2 separate regions of the Mus musculus genome follow, and region 2 is linked to region 1. Evidence: chromatin contacts called from public Hi-C data. All regions are on one chromosome and are shown on one strand. The core of a region is the stretch at or near the end of the contact, and the rest is flanking DNA. Distances in the headings are between cores, read along the strand shown.

Region 1 (5,208 bases), core at 1,903-4,402:
AGCGGCTCTTAGCGCCCTGCGCGGCCCGACTCCGCTTTGGCACCCTCCGCTCGGTCTGGCTTGGCTGCTTGGCACGCCGCCCCCCCGCCCTCGGCGGCATGGCTGCGCGCTCCCGTTGCTAGTAGGAGCTGTTTTAGGAGGAGTTTGGGGTCTCCACTTGATGCCTAGAGAATGCTGCAGTCTGCACCTTAGACGCTTTTTAGAAGTTTTGAAATGACCTTGATTTTTTTAATTGTTATGAAAAAAAATGAACTATGTCTTGGCTCTCTCACATGCTCTGTTACTGAGAGAGACCAGCCCACCCTACTCTGATGTATAGACCATTCTCCCTACACCAGCTAAACAAATGTCAAATTAATAAAGAAACGGACTCATGGCACTGGTCTCCATCGCTTCTTCTTGGCTCATCTTTGGGAGTTCGAGGTGCTGGGGGGAGTATAGATTGCCTGGTTTGGGGGTGGGATGGGGTCTGTTGAGTAGCATCAGAAGACACTCTGCTCCAAGAAGGGGTCCACCAATGCCCAGATCCTGGAAAGCCCCGTAATCAGTGCCATCCCAGAAAAAGCTGACCACCTGGCTATCACGACAGAAGGGGTCGGGTCGGAGGGGACCCTACAAACCAGAGAACCTGAGAACAGGCAGGCTGCTGACTTTCAGCAGGGGGCGGTGTCAGAGTTCTGCACTCACTGAGATAGCAAGTGGTCCCTGTTTGAATTAGTTTCCAACACTTTATGCAAAGCTGGGGTCCCAAATCGGTGGCGGTGTTGTTGTTTCCTCCTTTGTCAGATGAAGAATAGAGGAAACAGTTTCAGCAGCCTCTGGCATTTGTCACTTGAGGTTACCACACGATGACCCCTCATCAGCTATAGCATTAAATAAGAGTCGAATCATTTGCAGCAAATGACCTTCCTAACTTCTCATTATTACAGAATGACCAAATCTTTGTCCCTAACATTGCTGGTGCTCCCCAGCCCCACGCCAGTGTCTCATGCACTGAAAGGCCAGCAACTCGACCCTGCATTTGTATTCCCCCAGAGGGTTTTAAAAACACTTCCAGAACCACAACTGCCTTGGTTGGGTGGCAAGTCTGGGAATCTGGAATAGTTGACACATGGCCTGGTCTAACATAAACCTAACATAAACTGTTACTAACTAAAAACAACAACAAAACAAAACAAAAACCCAAAAAACAAAAACAAAAACAAAAGTTACTAACTTTTTTGTGTGTGTGGGGGGGGGGGGGGGAGTTCCTAAGTCCAGACAGCCAAAGATGAACAGAGCTACACAGAAAGGGGTGGGGGGGGGGGGCTATCAATCAAAAGTTAATAGAGACTGGAGAAAGAGAACATCTCAGAGAGTCGCTGAGAACTAAAATCAGTTGAAGGCACACTGTAAAGAGGTGATTAAAGAAAACAGAACCCATTCCTGTTGATGGCTTAGTGGCTGAAACCACTCCAAAAAGCGAAGTCCAGTCCCGAGGGTGGGAGAAGGAATTCCTGCTGCGAGCAGACTCACTCCTCGCTCAGTGGCACACCTAAGTCCTCCAGGTGGATTACAATGTGTTGGCCTGTTGATTTGGTTTTGAAAGTAAAACTTGTTATAAATTAGAAGTTGACTCCAAAATACAGCCCCTTTTTGGATGGTGGAAAAATAAAAATAAAAACAAAACAATTTTTTTCCTCAGGCCAAAGAGATGGCACCAAGAAATCTGAGTTTGGTTCCTGTCAAGGGCTCATAATTGCCTGTAACTCCAGCCTCAAGGGATTCATCATCCTTTTCTAGACTTCTTGGATGGAGAGAGAGAGAGAAAGAGAGAGAGAGAGAGAGAGAGAGAGAGAGAGAGAGAGAGAGAGAGAGAGAGCGCACACACACACACACTGAGACTCTTAATTTTAAAGGTCTTCAAAAAAATAGCCCAACCTGTAGGAAGGTCATCTTGCCCTGCGTAAAAGCTTTTCTATCTGATCCTCACCTAAATCACCCATGGCACGGAAAGTATTGCTTACATTACAGTCAAATTCTCCACAGCAAGCCAGCTTTCTCTACCTCAGACCTCTGCCTCAAACAAAGCTAACAAAGAAAAGGCTCTGTCTCTCACCTGTGAAAACACAGATCCCTCCAAACACAAGACAGTGTGTTCCCCAAAGCCCCAGTGGCCTGGTCAGGAAGAAGTCATTTAGATAGCCAATCACCTTGCACCTGCCATTTCACACTTCAGGTGACTTCAGGAAAGAATTTAGAGACTAGCCTGGCAGGCAAGCCCTGATTCCTCTGTGCCTCTGTTTCCCCGTTATCAACTGAGAGACGGTACCCACAAGAATCATCAGATTGCAAAAATTCCTCAGAAACAAAGCGAATGGTGGCGTCCTTATAGTCAGTGTAGCCCCAAGCCTCAGCCCGACTGCCCTGCTTAGGTCTCTGCCTCAGGAGCCCAGGGCTGCTCACAGGAGAGAAAGAGACTTCACCCAGGACACAGCCAGCCAGACTACTCAAGAGACCAAGAAAGGCTGGCTGGGAGAAACAGGAACCACCATTCTTCAGTGGAATGCCTTCTGACCCCCCACACCCCTGCAACTCCCAGAGCTGTTCCACGGCCCACTCCCTAAGCAAGACGTTTCCCACCCCGTGGTCTCAAGGCCAGAGACTTGCATTCCCCCAGAGAATAGTGATTGCTCAGTCTCCCCACTTACCCAGGAGAAAGGGAAGCAGCTGTATGTTACCTCAAAGCGTCACATTCATTCCGACAGGGGCAGCTTGGGACTGTGACCTCTGAGCCTCTCTCTCTCTCTCTCTCTCTCTCTCTCTGACTTCCGCAGGAGCCTCCAGTCCCTACCTCCAGGCGCCCACCTTTTCTTAGATACTGGACTTGGGTAAGCAAATGGAGCCTGTGACCAGGCTCAGGGCGCCTAGAGCTAATTCTTTCACACACGCACATGAGCACACACACATGCACACACACACACACACACACACACACACGGACTGGCTGATTTACAGTCAATCTTTCAAAGTGCAATTTGTCTAGGAGAAGCCAATGTGAGGCCCATGTGGTCTCCAACCAATGGCGACACAGCGCTTGCAGCTCAGCCAGTCTCAGGTCTGTATTCTAATGGGCCATATCTTTATCAAGGAAATGTCCCCTCTCTGAACTTAAAACTTCTGATGGAGGGCCCCCAGACTCAGAGGCAGAGAAACCGGGTGCTCTGAGTATGGAAAGCACCCCTCCTTAGGCCCAGCGGGCAGAGAGGGAAAGAGGAAGGCCGCCCACCTTCTCTGGACACCTGACTTGCCAGAGGGCTGACGTAGGTGCCCCATCTCTGAGGAAGGGCCGAGCCAGAGGGCAGTCTGAGGCTCGGGGTGGGATGGGGGGCTCTGATTCTCCAAACCTGTCATGAGGTTCTGGGCCACCATTTGAAGTGCTGGCCTTTAAGGGTTCCTGGACCACCGATTCGCTGACCTGGAGACCATGGAGTCCAACCTGCAGGGGACCTTCCTCCTGAACAACACACAGCTGGCCCAGTTCTCAGAAATGAAGGCTCCCATGTGCCAGTACTCGGTGCAGAACTCTTTCTACAAGCTCAGCCCTCCGGGACTTGGCCCCCAGCTGGCGGCTGGGACTCCCCATGGAATCACTGACATCCTGAGCAGACCGGTTGCCACCCCGAACAGCAGCCTCCTCTCTGGCTACCCCCACGTGGCAGGCTTTGGTGGACTCAGCTCCCAGGGCGTCTACTATGGCCCCCAGGTGGGGAGCTTTTCCAAGGCTGGAAATGAGTACCCGACCCGGACCCGGAACTGCTGGGCAGACACAGGCCAGGACTGGAGAGGCAGCGCTCGGCCATGCAGCAACAGTGAGTACAGGGCCTTCACCCCCAGCCCAACCTGTCCCGGGGAGAAGGCAGGAGGGGGGGGGTCTTTTAAAGGCCGGGCTGCACGCGACCTACCTAACCTCAGCCGCTATTACACAGCCCTGCCAATTCCTGGTCCCTTTTCTCAGCTCACAGCAGAACTGAACCCCACCCTTCTCCCTCCTCCCTACTTCTACCTAGCACAGGTGTCTGGACCCACAGTCACTTCTTGCCCTTCAAGGGACCTTGGGTTCTCCAGGCCCCACGATCACAGTCCATCCCACCATATGCAGCACGTAGCTTAAGTTCGCTTCTGCCCGGAGACATGGCGCCCCTTCACACAGTGAGGCACAGTGCTACCCTGGTGAAGAAAACTTAATGAATTTAGTATCGTATCCCTAAGAGCCCAATGTTATATAGGATTGTTCCAAAAACCCACTGGGGTCCCATCCAGGGCCCATCACCCACCTTCCTGTTCCCCCGTTCATGTCAGCAATGGCAGAACCAGAGCGCTAAGATGACCTTGGCCCTGACTGCTAGGGAGCGGGGCGGGGGGGGGGGGGGCTTACCCCACCCATCCCTGAGACTCAGGTTTCTGAGAACTGGAGTGGAGGGGGTGGGTATTATGCCAATCAGGGATCCAGGAAGTGCCCGGGGCATGTGCCAGTGGGGCATACTGGGAGAGAGTGGCAGTGACTTCCAGGGTTCTCCTTGAGCCACTAAAGCTCCGGGTGAGATAAACATGTGTCAGGGACAGAGGCAAAGCCCCCTCTCCTTCTGTTTAATCTCTATCTCCCACACTGCATAAGGGATTTGGAATCAATGATGGAAACCCTCAAAACTCTTGTCCTCCATGTCTGTGCCTGAATGACAGTCACCTTCCTCATCTCTTGGGACCTATAGTTTGGGGTACTATAAGCTCATGCTGTCTCTCCCACACCTCCACCCTACACTCCCCCATCCTGACCCACCCCTCCATCTTGAATGCATACACACACTAGAAAATAGCCAGGAAAAACAGTGGTCAGTTTAACACAAGAGTAAAGAAAAATATCTTTTAGGATAGTGGTTCTACACCTGTGGGTCGTGACCCCTTTGGGGACTGAATGACCCTTTCATGGGGGGGGGGTCACATATCAGAGATCCTGCATGTCAGATATTTCCAATTTGTACCAGTAGCAAATTCACAGTTATGAAGTAGCAGCAAAATAATTTTATGGTTGGAGGGAGGGGGTCACTACAACATGCATCAAAGGGTCGCAGCGTTAGGAAGGCTGAGAACCACTGTATTAGGAGGTCCTTTGCCTCTTCTGAGCTGAAGTCCCCTGCCTATGACACGAGAGCAGAGCACATGAGTTTC
Region 2 (5,320 bases), core at 588-3,087, 260 kb after region 1:
GAGGTGGATTCACTTGCACTCATTCCCAGCAGGGTAACAGAGGATAGACCCACATCCTTCTATTTGGGAGAACTGTACACAGGTGAGTGAGGGGTGAGTGGGTTAAATCTTGAGACTACGTTAAAGTAGAGGGCAAAGGCTGTTTATCTACCAACATGAATATTTCCAGTGAAGACGCGAACTTGGAAAGAATTTGAACTCAGAAAGAGGATCTGGTCTGGGGAGAGTACCAGGACCCTCTAGCAAGCAGTTCCAGCCCTGACTGCCACTGAATTGAGACACAGTTGCCTAGTCTCCTGCCCTCTGTGCTGGCTGAAGAATGTGATTCCTTAGCTCCTCGGGGAGGAGAGCACTGCGGGCTGTTTCTTGATTAACCCTTGGCCATCCACAGTCTTGCTCCGCATGGACTTTCTCCCTTACCCAAATGTGCCTGTTTGGTTTGGGCATCTTTCATCAGCCTAGGAAGGACAGGCATGTTGACCGCCTGCTGCAGCTGCTTCCCGCAGTAGAGTCACAGCATCAGCGTGTGTATGATTGCTTTAAGAAGGGATCCCCGCATCTTTGCAAGTTCCGGAGCTTTTACTCGGAAAGGAGAAATTGGGTCTATTGAGTGGAAAGCAAGACTCCCCAGAGCTTTATAAACCAGCCGCCTGGGCCAGCGGCATCTCCCACTGTGTTGGGCTTTGCAACTAGGAGTGGCGACCCATTTGCCACCCAGTACCGCAACACACTGCATCCTCTGCTGCCCCTCCACCCACTATGAAGAACACAGAATGAGGTGATCCAGAGAACTTCTCCGGCTGCTTGTGCGGTCTCCTCTCTACTCTAGATCCCACCCCTAGCTCTCTGAATGTAAGGGGAGTATTTGGAACACTCAAGCAATTCCCAGGAAGTGAGTAGTGGGTGTGTGTGGTCAGGGGTGGGGGAGGCTAGAGGACGACTTAGTTATTCTTTCTTGCCTGGCTTCTGCCTTATGCGGGAGGGGGTGACACACCTTTGGTTTTTGACCTCTGAATTAGCATGTGTATCTTGAGTTGGTATCCACCCACCCAGTACTGCTGGTATTTTTAGTGCTTTGGCTTTCTAATCCACAAACGCGTCTGTGTGTGTGTGTGTGTGTGTGTGTGTGTGTGTGTGTAAGTTTGTGCACATATGTGTTGTCTGCAGAGCTGAGACTTGAGTAGGGTCTTAAAAACATCGTTTAAAAACGTCAACTGTCCTTGGGAGCTAATACCCACATGATCAGTGCTCTTCTCCGCAGTGAGCCCCTTTCCCGTTCTACCTTCGGTCACCTGGAACACAGCCACAAACACCACCTTCTCTTAGTCTTTGCAAAAGCCCAGACTCCCCGGGAATTTAAAAGAGCTCCCTAAATTCAGCCTGCCCATCCGAGCAGCTGGGAAGCAGCTAAGATTAAAACCGTGGAGCGAAGGGCTGCTGGTCTGTTGCGTTGTTCCTTGGAACTAGGAAAAGAAGTAGAAAAAAGTCTTCACAACTGCATCAATTTGCAAGTATTATGAAGAGTCCTTTTTTTTTTTTTTAAACAAACCGACTCACTCTAATTACAGCGTCCAACTCCGACTCCACCCACCCCGCACTTCTAACTACTCTCTCCCTTTTGCTTTTGCCTCCTTCGAAAGTACTTGCTTAGTTTTTGGTTTTGCTTTTTAAGGGGTGTTGACCTGGGTCTAGTTCTAGTAAACCGATCCTTCTGGCCGGCGCGGCGATTGGTTAACTGCGCGGCTGACTGACGCGGTGTGGAGAGCGGCTCCCGGCAGCGCGGAGCTGATTGGCTGCGCGCGGGGAGATCCAGGGCTCGGCCACCCGCACACCGCGCATTCGAGCTGCAGCGTCGCAAGTAGGTGCAGCAGCCCGCAGCCCGCCGCGCCTCTGCGAGCCGGGACAGCACTCGGCCCCGCGCGCTCCCCGCCCCGCGCCAGCCCCGCCGCGGCGACCTGCTGCAGCGGAGGACCCCATCGATCGGAGACCCGGGGAGCAGCGCGCAGCCGCCGAGCCGGACGGGGCCCGGCACTGCGCCTTTGTCCCCGGAGGCTCCGGGAAGTTTGCAGCGGGACGCGCGCGTGAAGGCAGCGTGGGCAGCCCCGACGTCGCCGAGCAACATGGGCGTCGGGCGCAGCGCGCGGGGTCGCGGCGGGGCCGCCTCGGGAGTGCTGCTGGCGTTGGCCGCCGCTCTGCTGGCCGCGGGTTCGGCCAGCGAGTACGACTACGTGAGCTTCCAGTCCGACATCGGCTCGTATCAGAGCGGGCGCTTCTACACCAAGCCCCCGCAGTGCGTGGACATCCCGGTGGACCTGAGGCTGTGCCACAACGTGGGCTACAAGAAGATGGTGCTGCCCAACCTGCTGGAGCACGAGACCATGGCAGAGGTGAAGCAGCAGGCCAGCAGCTGGGTGCCGCTGCTCAACAAGAACTGCCACATGGGCACCCAGGTCTTCCTCTGTTCGCTCTTCGCGCCCGTCTGTCTGGACCGGCCCATCTACCCGTGTCGCTGGCTCTGCGAGGCCGTGCGCGACTCGTGCGAGCCGGTCATGCAGTTCTTCGGCTTCTACTGGCCCGAGATGCTCAAATGTGACAAGTTCCCCGAGGGCGACGTCTGCATCGCCATGACCCCGCCCAATACCACGGAAGCCTCTAAGCCCCAAGGTAAGGGTATGCCTTCCCACGCCCGCGAACCCCCGCGCCCATCCGCACTGGCCCAGGGCTGTAGAGGGGGAAAGCTCAGGAGCCGCGCACCGCAACCCGCAAGGTGTGCAGACCCGATCCCTAAAGCTTCTGGGAGGCCCAGGCATCGCTTGGCGCTTCTCCCGCTCCAGGTACTCCCTGATGGCTGGTGAGCCTCGGCCGTGGGGGGGGGGGGGTTGGGGGGGGCGAGGGGAGACCTGGAGCTGCTCTTCCTAAGCTCCAGTCTGGCGTTTTCCATACCTGAAAGAAAGCAAAGCTTAGGTTTTAAATAAAAGGACGTCTATCTCTTCAGAGAGAGTGCGGTGTCCTGTTCCAAAACTGTTAACATCCGAGACAGACACTGCTCCCTTGGAAAACCACTCGCTCAAACTACAACAACAAACAAACAACCCCAAACGTAAGACGGAGGGATTTATTTTCATAAGTTTGTAATTTTTTTCTCTAAAAACAAAACCATCAACAAGAAATCCTCTTTGCTCAGCTTATCTTCCAGTCGTGTTGCAGATCTGGAAGAGGAAAGAAGTTTAGAAAGCGCAACTTCTCTTTCTTCCCCTCTAAATTCAGGCAGCAACCTTGAGTTTAGCAAACCAAGGGGGATGCAAAAACCTCTGGTGCCCCAGCCTTGCTTACCCCCTGCTTCTCTCCTTCACACAAATCCTTGGGTAATTAGAAAGATAAAAATGTAATTAGCTCATTGTTTATCTCCTCCTGGAAGGGTGAGGACCTGCAAATTGGGTGCTGCAAATACTGAACCCTGGGGGGCCCGAATTTCTCTTGGGAACCCTGTATTTAAAGGGAAATTTTCATGTGAGAGGGAAAAAGAAAATCTGGAGACTCAAACAAAATCAAACTAGAAACACACACAGAACTCATAGCTGCACCACAGCATGCTGGTGGTATGAATCCTGACTGTGTTCATTCCTGTGAGGCGAGCCTTAGGAGTATATAACATATATTCTTGTCCAGTGGCCCTTGTCACAGAAGTGGGCACCTCCTGGCCATTTCTGAAGGGGAGACTTTACTTATCTTCGAGTGTTGAGTGTCTTGGCTTTCTGAAGCAGGGTCTTAGTCTCTTGGTGTTCAGCCCAGGCTGGTCTTGAACACAAATTCCTCCTGTTTCAGGCTCCTCAGTTCTAGGGTTACAGGAGTGCACGCACTGCCAAGTGCCTCTTGTTGGTGCCTCATTTTGCTGCCCCAGAGTGAGGACTGGGGTAGGCATGAGGAAAGTCTGAAGGCTCCTATTCATTCTAGGGAGGAAGGTAGGTCCAAAGTGATTGCCCTTGTCTGGCGTGGGCCCCAGCCTGTAAGGTAAATGGTAGCCCGGGGCACCTCTGTCCTCAGGGCTGGTATGTGTAGCCATTTGGGATGGCTCACTGGGGGCTGAGCATTTCCCTAGGCCAGCACTGTGCTTTCAATCCCCATTGAGCTGTCCTCCCCTCCTACCTCCTCAGCCCCCTGCAGACCTCAGCTTCCTTTCTAGCTCCTGCCTTCCCAGAGAGCCTGTGGCCAACTTTGCTTGAATTCTGTCCATTCCCCATGGCCACTGATTGATTACCCTTTGCTGGGGCCATTGGTGGGCTTAAAGTGGATGGATGCCTTGTGAGAAACAGTTTTGTGTAAAGGGTCTGATGTTTGCGGGCAAGAGGACCAGATTGCGTGTGTGTGTGTGTGTGTGTGTGTGTGTGTGTGTGTGTGTGTGGTGCTGTTTCTGAGGGAGTGGCCACACAAACAAGTGCCTCCAAGAGATGGGCAGGGCAAGGGTACACTCACCCTCTACTCATTTATGGATGCCTCTGTGTGGTTCCATGTATCTGTCTCCTCCTTGTCCCGTGCTCAGATGGAGGAATTCTTTGTTGAATCAAGGTGTGTGTGTGTGTGTGTGTGTGTGTGTGTGTGTGTGTGTGTGTTATCTGGCAGGCTTTCTCTGGGTAGGCTGGCTTTCTCTTAAGTGATTTTGATTTCCAGAGAGACATCACTAGGAAGGTGTCCTGCACGATGGATACGCACTTTTGCCCCTCAGGACTGTCTGTCAGTTGAGTGTAAGCTGTTTAGGGAAAAGGTTAAGACAGATTACACTACTGGTCCTCAAAACCTTAGGCTGGTGGCTCTGGAACAAGCAAGCCCTGGGACTTTGGGATGATAGTAAGTTCCACACAGGTGCCTTGTTCCGTTCCTCGTCTATCCTGTATCCCTAATACGGAGATCTAAAATTTCAACATAGCACTACATCTTCGAGTAAGCTTGGACACAGGTTTTGGGAAGATAGGCAAGCTCCTTGTTATTAAAGGTAAGTCCAATCCTGAGTAATGAGCCAAAGACTTTTTTTCCTCCCTCTCTTTCAAACAGTGGCTGCTCCCGGTACCCTAGCTTCTGTCAGGAAAAGCAATTATGCCGTCCGTCCGTCCGAGGAAACTGACTTTTAAGTCTTGGACATACATTGCATTCATTTAATAAATGGTCGCTCTCCTTCCCTGCCGGGTTTCACTGAGTTGGAAGAGCGAGCCTGTCTTGTTCGGTCCTGTTGTTTAGACACGCTGTGCATTAAATCAGCCAGGTTAAGTCACAGACTGGAGAGGCCAGGGGCCCTCATTTCTCCCTCACTCTGTTATGGTGCTTC

Evidence for each region. A called contact is a pair of places that touch in the nucleus more often than the background predicts.
Region 2: a Hi-C map of embryonic stem cells shows a contact between it and region 1, with 1.8 times the contacts expected there. The contact joins the promoter of Sfrp1 here to the promoter of Nkx6-3 in region 1. A contact is called at or near these places in 2 of 39 promoter capture datasets (embryonic stem cells and liver), 3 of 484 Hi-C or Micro-C datasets (all in embryonic stem cells) and 2 of 115 datasets of contacts at active chromatin or transcription factors (both in embryonic stem cells).

What each region holds. Positions count from the first base shown.
Region 1 is chr8:23,150,119-23,155,326 of GRCm38.p6, forward strand. Nkx6-3 (NK6 homeobox 3) reads left to right here and starts at 3,153. Exons shown (of 3, transcript NM_029002.2): 1 at 3,153-3,851. The coding sequence starts at 3,467. It overlaps Ank1 (ankyrin 1, erythroid), which reads left to right. Exons shown (of 44, transcript NM_001110783.3): 44 at 1-379.
Region 2 is chr8:23,409,665-23,414,984 of GRCm38.p6, forward strand. It overlaps Sfrp1 (secreted frizzled-related protein 1), which reads left to right and starts at 1,838. Exons shown (of 3, transcript NM_013834.3): 1 at 1,838-2,664. The coding sequence starts at 2,121.